Regions from separate parts of the Ovis aries genome. Here all the other regions are linked to region 2. Evidence: chromatin contacts called from public Hi-C data. All regions are on one chromosome and are shown on one strand. Each heading gives the region's core, a stretch centred on a gene start, on an enhancer-like site or on the middle of the called end of the contact. The rest is flanking DNA. Distances are from core to core; before and after follow the strand shown.

Region 1 (2,700 bases), core at 74-2,573, 150 kb after region 2:
TTCTTTTTATGGCTTACTTTAACATGTTTCTCCTGGCGCTCACCTCCCAAGGCTCCACACAGGTGGAGCCATAGGACTCACCTGCCAAAAGGTGGATGGCAAGACAGCCGGGGCAAAGGTGATTTTCACCAGAGCCACACCAGCAATATCCTAGACAGAGCAGCCCCTCACCAGGCACGAGATCAGGGACTCCAGGCACCCATAGCCCCTTGGCAGCCAGGGCCAGGGACCCAGAGCCTTGCCAGCCCCTGAAACTGAGGCCAAATTGGCTACTTTGCGTCCACTTTTTCCTAAGCCCTCCTTCACATCAGGTCAAGTACAAAGTCAATTTACCAGCCTGAGCAGGAACCAGGAGGTTAGCAGGACATGTGGGACCGGGGAAGGCTCCAGGAAGACTTGTGCACACAGATTCCATCAGCATTCTCTGGAGTGGAAGGCAGTCTCCCACCAGGACCTGAGGATCTCTCCCTCGACTCCCAGTGCCCTTTCGGCCCCATCAAAACACAAGAGTGAGCAGCAGCTTTCCAGCCTCTCAACTCCACTGCTTTGACTTTCGTCTCCGTTAGATTTCGGAAATTCTATTTTCCGAGCAGTTTCTGTTTGATGTGGTGGCTTCACACACCATGCAGAGGCTGGGTGAGTGGTCCTGCTCCCAGAGGGTCCAGTCCAACCTCCTGGGTATATCCCCGGGGGACCTCCATCCCATACCTAAACCCGGGGGAACCTTCTGTGGGCCCACAGAGTTAAAGGCTTTTAAACAGTAATTTGACGCCTTACTTAGCTAGCTGAAAATGTGACTTTCTTCTTTCTCTCCATTAAATATTTTATTAAGTGAAACTTTGCAACAACCCAAATTGAGCCAAACCAATAAATGAGTCAAATACCTAACCCCGGCCAGAACTACATCAAATACCTCAGTGTTCCCAGTTTAGGTGACCCAGAAAACAAAGACGAAGCCTCAGATCTACTGACTCAACTGAGCTGCACTGAGCTGAACTGCGAGGATGCCCATCAGCCAGAACCTCAGCGACCCTCCAGGGCAGGGCTGCTGGATGGACCCAGCACCTTCAGGTTTCCTCCTATTTGGGTCAAACTTAGCTCTCAAGTGTCAGGTTACTTTGGAGTTATTCTGCTCCTGAACCAGATGCTCCCATGCTCCCCAGGATCTAGAGTCTTATTTGCAATCCCAAGCTTCCGCGTTTCCATCGTTACAGAAATAAGCCAGCAGGCTTTCCTCGGCCAGCCACCCCATGAACAAACACAAAATGAAACCCAAGGTGTTTGTCATTGCTCCCTGGGAAACCGCTGGCAGAGGCAAAGGGGGCTGACTCCAGCCACACCCCCCTCCTGCCAGTGCCACGTGAGTCACCGTGAGAAGCCACGCCCTCTGTACACAGCACACAGAGTAACTGTGGGTGAAAAGCGACCTAAACACGGAGCAGGGGGACCCGGAGAAGCAACTGCCCAGACGGAAGCTTGTCCGCACAGTGCAGAGAAGGTTCTGGAGAACCAGGAGTCAGTTTCCCAGGCCTGGAATGCTGCACATAGTACAAGTGACGAATGCGCCACACAGACATAAAAGGAGAATTTTCTAGAGTTGACTGAGATGATCAGGTCCCCAGGGCAGGTCACCATCGTAGTCATCTTTGCATCCACGGCACCTGGTGTGCTGATCACGTTGACACCTGACGTGTGCTTATCACTTGTCCTTTCTGATTATTACAGCATTAATTTAGTTGCATATTCCCCAGCTTGGACAGAGGAGCCTGGGGGTGCTGCAGTCCACGGGGTCGTAAAGTGTCACTTTCACTTTGCTTTACTTTCCACAGCCTGAGGACCATGTAATTACCTTAGGTCACTTAATTTTCCTTTTTCTGATTCCAAGTTCACCAAGCTGGTAACAGATGTGTCCTTCTACCCCACCCCCATCTTGCCACCTGAAAAATCACTGGAGAGTGGATGCAGGGATTCTGGTCACTGAAAAGGACCACCCTTCACTGTAAGTCAATACATTTGTACTGGAATTCCAGCCTCTGAGATGTATCCCTACGAATCAGTTCTCTAGAATCAGATTAGCGTCAGGTAAACTGATACGATCGAGTTTCTGAACCAGAAAAGCTACCAACAAGCTCCCGGTCTGTGCTAAATCTCTCCAGTGACCCCTGCGGTGGAGGGCAGCTCCTGTCTAAACCATGCGCCTGGCCCGGCTCCAGCACCACGACTGTCCACCGGAGGGCTTCCTGCCAGCAGCAGGTCTGATTGTGGCATAAATAAATAAGTAAACCACAACTAAACACATAACAGGCTTTAACTCTTTAGCTACTTAGTACAGTAAAAGGTACTGAGCGATGGAAGCGAATGCAACAAGGTGGGTGAACACGCAAGCTTTGGAGATCAGAAGAGCTAAGATCGTATCTGGGTTGTTAACTTCCGAATTTAAGCAAATTATTAAATGTTTCTGAATCTCAATTTTCTCTGTGAAGTTGAGGTAATTAAGCTACCTATTTCGTTAGGTTTGAAGGGGATGATCTACACGGTACCTTCCACTGCTGGCAACAGAGTGGACAAGAGAACCCAAAAAGCCTCTCACTACAGAACACCTAGGAATGCGAGAGTCGACATTTTTAAAATCATCTTTTAAAATGCATGGATGAGTAGCAAGAGAGTACAGCATTCCTGCGGGATCAGGAATGAAGCTGT
Region 2 (2,700 bases), core at 26-2,525:
AGAAACACTCTCTCTGAGTGTAGGTGGCCAGGCCAGAGCCCCACCTGGTCTACCTTCTCACAGTCCAGCAGCTCAGCGCAGAACCACCCAGGGCTCAGAAAGCCTGACCTAGACCTGCCAATTCACACCCGTCATCAACGTCTGTACACAGACGTGTGTGTGGCCTCATTAACCCTTGCTTCCCGGCACAGTTTAAGTGCTTTCCATAGGCTGTGGGAAGAAAGCTGGATATGGAATCAAAAGAGAAATACTGCTGACTCTGAGTGTGCGTGCTCAGTCGTGTCCGACTCTGTGACCCCACGGACTGCACCTGCCAAGCTCCTCTGTCCATGGGATTCTCCAGGCAAGAACACTGGAGTGGGTTGCAATTCCTTCTCCTGGGAATCTTCCCCACCCAGGAATCAATCCTGCATCTCCTGCACTGGCAGTTGGGTTCTATACCACTGAGCCACTTGGGAAGCCCTCAAAAGAGAAACTCATGAGCAATTAATGCTTGCTGTCTCCCTGGAGAGTGCAGCGCTGGTGTTACAGACTTCAGTTGTCCTGACAGGTGTAAAACTGATGATTAAATGTGCTGAAAAGAGTCTGTGAGCCTATGGCCTTTGTAACTTGTTTGATGGGCAGAATAGGTAATTCATTAAAAATGCAAATATTAACGTTCACGTGGACACAATTTACTACTGATCACACAGTTCTCTGAGCATAAAAAGACCCTTACTGATAACTATGAAAAATCTGGACTCTTGAGGTCTTCCCTCCCCTGCCTTCATAATAATCATTCAGAGGAATTCCATCTGGGGGACTTAACACCGCCCCCCCCAACCCCGCCCAAGACTGTTCTACCATCTCAGAATCAACAGCAGCACAGTGCAAGAGCTGACTCACTGGAAAAGGCCCTGATGCTGGGGAAGATTGGGGCTGGAGGAGAAGAGGACGAGTAGTTGGATGGCATCATTGACTCAATGGACGTGAGTCTGAGCAAACTCCAGGGAAGCCTGGTGTGCTGCAGTCCATGGGGTCACAAAGAGTTGGACACAACTGAGCGACTAAACAACAAAAACAACAACAACATGAACAATAAAGAGTTGGACGTGACTGAACAACAACAGAAATGTTCCAAAATCAAGAACTGTGCTTTAGAGCTGAATATGACAGAAGCCTATTGTCTAAACCTTCTTGGACAGGAGACCTTGTTGATGACATCTGAGCTCCTCTACAGAGAAGGAGAGGAATCAAGATGCAGGGAAGCAGGCAGGGAGGCAGGGCTTGGCTTACTCTCTGGGGAGGGTGCTGAAGGATGGTGTCTGTGTTCCCAGCATCAGTGCACTTCAAGCCACAGTTAGCAGTACAGTCACGCCACTCAACAGCCCCGAATGCCTGTAGAATCCAGGAAACCAAGGTTTTCCGGATTAGAACGCAGAACAGCACCTTCATAAACATGCCTGCCTCTGTGTTTCAGCCGAGGAGATCTCAGGCACCCCTAACTCCTCCGCCTCCGTCTCCAGCCACCTCCAGCCACCTCCACCCACGTGACGACTACGTTCTGCCAACATTCAGTCTCAGAGGGAATCTGTTCACGGCTCTTGTAGAGGCAGTAACTCTCTTCCGTGTCTCTAATCCACTCTCCATCCTAAGAGGAGCGCGGCTAAGACTCCTAAGACTCTCAATAAGACACACATCAGATCATGGCTGGCGGTTCAAAACCTCATCCGATGTGCCTTTCCAGCTCCAGCTTCACCAGCCGCACCAAACAACTCACTGTTTGCCACTCGTTATCTGATGCAATTGGAAATGAGAGAACGGCTGCTCCCTCCACTATACCTTTTTGCCCCCGTCCACTTGAAAATTTCATCCTTCAACATTCAATTGAAGTATCACTTCCTGCAAGAAAACCTCATAAATTCCCCTGGGCTCTACTTTCTGTTTTCTGCGGCTCTGTTAAAACCACTGCTGTATTTTTATAGGCTTGATTTGTTTATCTGGGTGTCTCATGAAAGCAGCTACTTACATTCTTTCCAAATGATCTGATGCTATCATCACATCCCCAAAGTCTGCAGCCTGGGAAATCAGTAGTTAGAAACTTTGATGAACAGTTGAGGGATGAATGGGAATAAAGGAGCAAATAAGTGAGCAGTTCTTGGTGTCAAGGAAGCAGTTCTCACCCTACATCCAGACATGACTTTATAAAAAGAACTGGGGGGTGGGGTCGGGGAGGTGGTGTCCGAAAAAGAAGGACACGACTTTCCCAGGATTCTTTCTTTTCGGCAACTCTCACTGATGATGACTAGATCTGTGATCCCTCCTTTAAAGGAACAAGAGTCCATCCAATGCACTTGACTGGCCAAGTAAACCCTGAACCTGATGAGATTGCTGTTCACCAAGAACACCCTGGTTAAGAGTCTGGGGCTGTGGGTACAGGGACCACGGGAGGGAAGGCGCGACCAGGAGCGGCACCTGGTGTCTCCAGAGAATCTAACGTGGATGCTGCAAAAGATCTCCAGTGTGCTTAATTCAAAAATTGCAGTACCAGTATTTCAGATGAATAATTTATGCCTCAGAAAGAACAAATCCAGACGTGCAGTGGAACCTGCTGTAAGTAAACATATGACACATTTGTGTCGTATATCAGGGAGTGGATCAGTCACACACCGTGTCCAAGGGCCGCCCACCCCACCCGAGGCTCTGACCTTCCGGACACGG
Region 3 (2,700 bases), core at 9-2,508, 210 kb after region 2:
TTTCTACCTAGAGCCAAGTGCTTCCCTGAATTGGGGGTTTTCTTGGTATATGCCAGTCACATCTCCGCAGATTCTCCTCGAGCCCCTGCGGTGTCCATGTCACTGTGAAAACCACCAACCACAGACACAGACTGGGGGTGGCCAGCTTTGCCATGGACTTGGGGTATCACAGCCCCTCAGAGTTCTCAGGGCGCAGACCCGGCCTTCGGTCTTGTCCCAGCTTTGCTCAGTGCTGCTTTCACTCCTGGTTGGCCGCCCCCGTGCTCACTGCCCTGTAACTGGCTCTGACCTGGCTGACACCATCCATCCCTGACCTCTGGATGGGGACCAGGGGCCACACCTGCATGCTGCTCTCCCCCAGGCACTTTCCCAGGAGCTGGCTGGGAACATGGCTGATAGCTGATCTCATTTCAATCTTCCCAAACTTCCCAACACTCGATACCCACACCATCTGTGTTTTACTGAATTCTCATCCTTTCCTCTTATTCCAAATCGAATCTACTCCCCTGCCTGCTCCCACACATCAGTAAGCCAACAGGACAAAATAAATGTCTGCAGAACCAACAGGTCCATGATTAAACAAGGTACTGATCAGGAGGGTCACCGATGTGGTAGCTAATCCCTGATGCTTGTGGCGATGAAGACCCCCTTAAAACTCCCCTAAAAGTGCTCTTGACCTTGACCAAGTGCCATCAGCCTTGGGGCTACTCATGCTGGGACTTTGGAAGACCAGGTCACATTACTGTGCTTTGAGTAACTGTCCTTTTCCCATTAAAATAAACATATTCACAGAGTTTTCTTTCTCTTAATAACACTCTTTTCTGTTACTTTGTGGCTGGGATACTTACAAGCTTGTTAGTTGGTACCAACACAGAGAGAGACCTGATGGTCCCATATTCCTGGATTTGGGGAGTTTTAACAAAGAGAACTGTAGGATAAATACTATTTATTTATTCTCATAAATCCATGGGATAGCTGTAGCTTGGGCCTCTTGGAGCAAGTGAGGTATGGCCTGTGTCCAAATGGCTCACTCAGAGTGGAGATGCTTTCATACCCTCCTCATACATTTGCTGCAGACAGACTGTAAGTGGAGGCATAACAGACCCAGGCTGGTGGGAGTCCCGGGGAAACAAGCCTACAGCATAAGGCTCTCTTGTGCTGTATCTATTCTAGGGGAAAATGACTCTCCTCAGTGTGCTGAGATCTGAGGACGGCTCTGAAACACTATTCACATGAGACACTCCCACAATAGGAGGTGTGGCCTGAGTCAGAAGAGCTGGGGGGCAGATGGAGTGATGACTGGACAGGGATGCTCCATGCGTGCAGAGTCCACCTCCCCGCTGCTGGGCAGGACAGCTGTGCGGATGGAGAGGAGGATGCTGCACACGGGCTGCGCAAGGCTTGGATCCTAAAGGCAAGACTTTTCTGGGAAGAGGGTATGGAGGCGGCACGTCCTTAGCTCCTAGCTTCTCAAAGCTGGCAAAATCTGAGCTCTTTTTACAAGCATGGTCCTGCTCAGATCCATAAGATTAAAAGATGCATTTCATCAAGACCTCCAAGCAGCTCGCATGCACATAACAGCTCAGCAGCGCTGGCCCAGGTCTGGGAAGAAGGCACAGAAGGATGGAGACGAGGACTGGAGGGGAGGGACCGCTCAGATGAGCCGAGAAGGTGCTGATGGAGAGGATGTCTGGAGCGTGGGGGCACCTTGAGCTGAGTCACCTCTTCACACTTTCTCTGGGATCCTCACAGTCAGAAACCATCTGTCTCTGTAATTCCGACAACAGCTAACACTTACATGGTGCCAGACATGCTTCCAGGCCCTGCACGTGTATCAGCTCATTTGATCCTCATGACAGCCATGAGGTGGTGACTACTATTACCCTGCAGATGAGAAAACTGTGCCCACACAGCCCGAAGTTAGACCAGGATTCAAAGCTGGGTGCTGCCATCCTGACGCTATAGGTGTCACCACTGTGTTCTGAGGCCAAGTAGGAGCTTAAGCTCTTTGCATTTGCTTTTTGTTCTCCTTGGAGTGTTTGTCTGTTTAACAGGCAAACAGAAAGTTTGTCTCCTCCTAAGTTTCAGAAAGAGGAAGGGACTAGAGTGTCCTAGACAATTTCCTCCTCCAGCCCTGTGTTGTGTGAGCTGGCGGGCCAGCGGCTAAGTTTGGCCTCCTTCACCAGAGGTGTTTTAAAAACCAGAAGTTTGCACACAAAAATCCCCCTGCTCACATCTCTGCCTCCAGATTGCCACAGTCCCTACCACTCCCTTATGTCCTACATGAGGCCACTTCGTGGGCTCATATTCACTGCCTCCCCCTCAACACAGCATTTCCCCCACCCCGTGCTCTCTGAACTACGAGCTCATGAGAACCGTGTCTCCCAGTCATCCATGTCCCCCTGCAGTCCAGCACAGGGCCTGGAACAGCCAGATCTGAGCAGCCACGAAGAGCAAAGTGGGCAGAATCAGGGCCCTGAGGCATGGAAGCAAGGGCAGAGGAATCAACGCGAGAATCCCTGACTCAGGGAGGAGGCTTTCGTAAGATGACTGTAAATGATGGTGATCCAAAGATAAATCCCGACTTCAGAGCAAGCAGCTGGGAAATCCCTCTTCCCTTTGAGTCAAGCCCCACGCCTGCTCCATGGAAACCTGCCGTGCTGTCTCAAGTAGCTGATTTCTTAATAAGCGAATGCATTT

What was found. Hi-C and Micro-C count contacts between places; a contact is called where the count stands out from the background.
Region 1: a Hi-C map of mesenteric adipose tissue shows a contact between it and region 2, with 3 times the contacts expected there. The contact joins two enhancer-like sites. A contact is called at or near these places in 10 of 16 Hi-C or Micro-C datasets (blood, hypothalamus, liver and 5 more).
Region 3: a Hi-C map of hypothalamus shows a contact between it and region 2, with 2.6 times the contacts expected there. The contact joins two enhancer-like sites. A contact is called at or near these places in 3 of 16 Hi-C or Micro-C datasets (hypothalamus and tail adipose tissue).

Annotation. Positions count from the first base shown.
Region 1 is chr10:34,324,939-34,327,638 of ARS-UI_Ramb_v3.0, reverse strand. All of the region lies in intron 1 of SPATA13 (spermatogenesis associated 13), which reads right to left. Among named protein-coding and RNA genes, the nearest start is that of SPATA13, 28 kb to the right of the region's middle. Within about 2 kb of position 1,323, at least 14 of the 54 cell types and tissues checked have an H3K27ac peak or open chromatin away from gene starts, as enhancers often do.
Region 2 is chr10:34,476,131-34,478,830 of ARS-UI_Ramb_v3.0, reverse strand. All of the region lies in intron 2 of SPATA13 (spermatogenesis associated 13), which reads right to left. Among named protein-coding and RNA genes, the nearest start is that of C1QTNF9, 55 kb to the left of the region's middle. Within about 2 kb of position 1,275, at least 10 of the 54 cell types and tissues checked have an H3K27ac peak or open chromatin away from gene starts, as enhancers often do. A contact at or near this core is called in hypothalamus, where this site is marked.
Region 3 is chr10:34,265,704-34,268,403 of ARS-UI_Ramb_v3.0, reverse strand. No RefSeq gene overlaps it. Among named protein-coding and RNA genes, the nearest start is that of SPATA13, 32 kb to the left of the region's middle. Within about 2 kb of position 1,258, at least 9 of the 54 cell types and tissues checked have an H3K27ac peak or open chromatin away from gene starts, as enhancers often do. A contact at or near this core is called in hypothalamus, where this site is marked.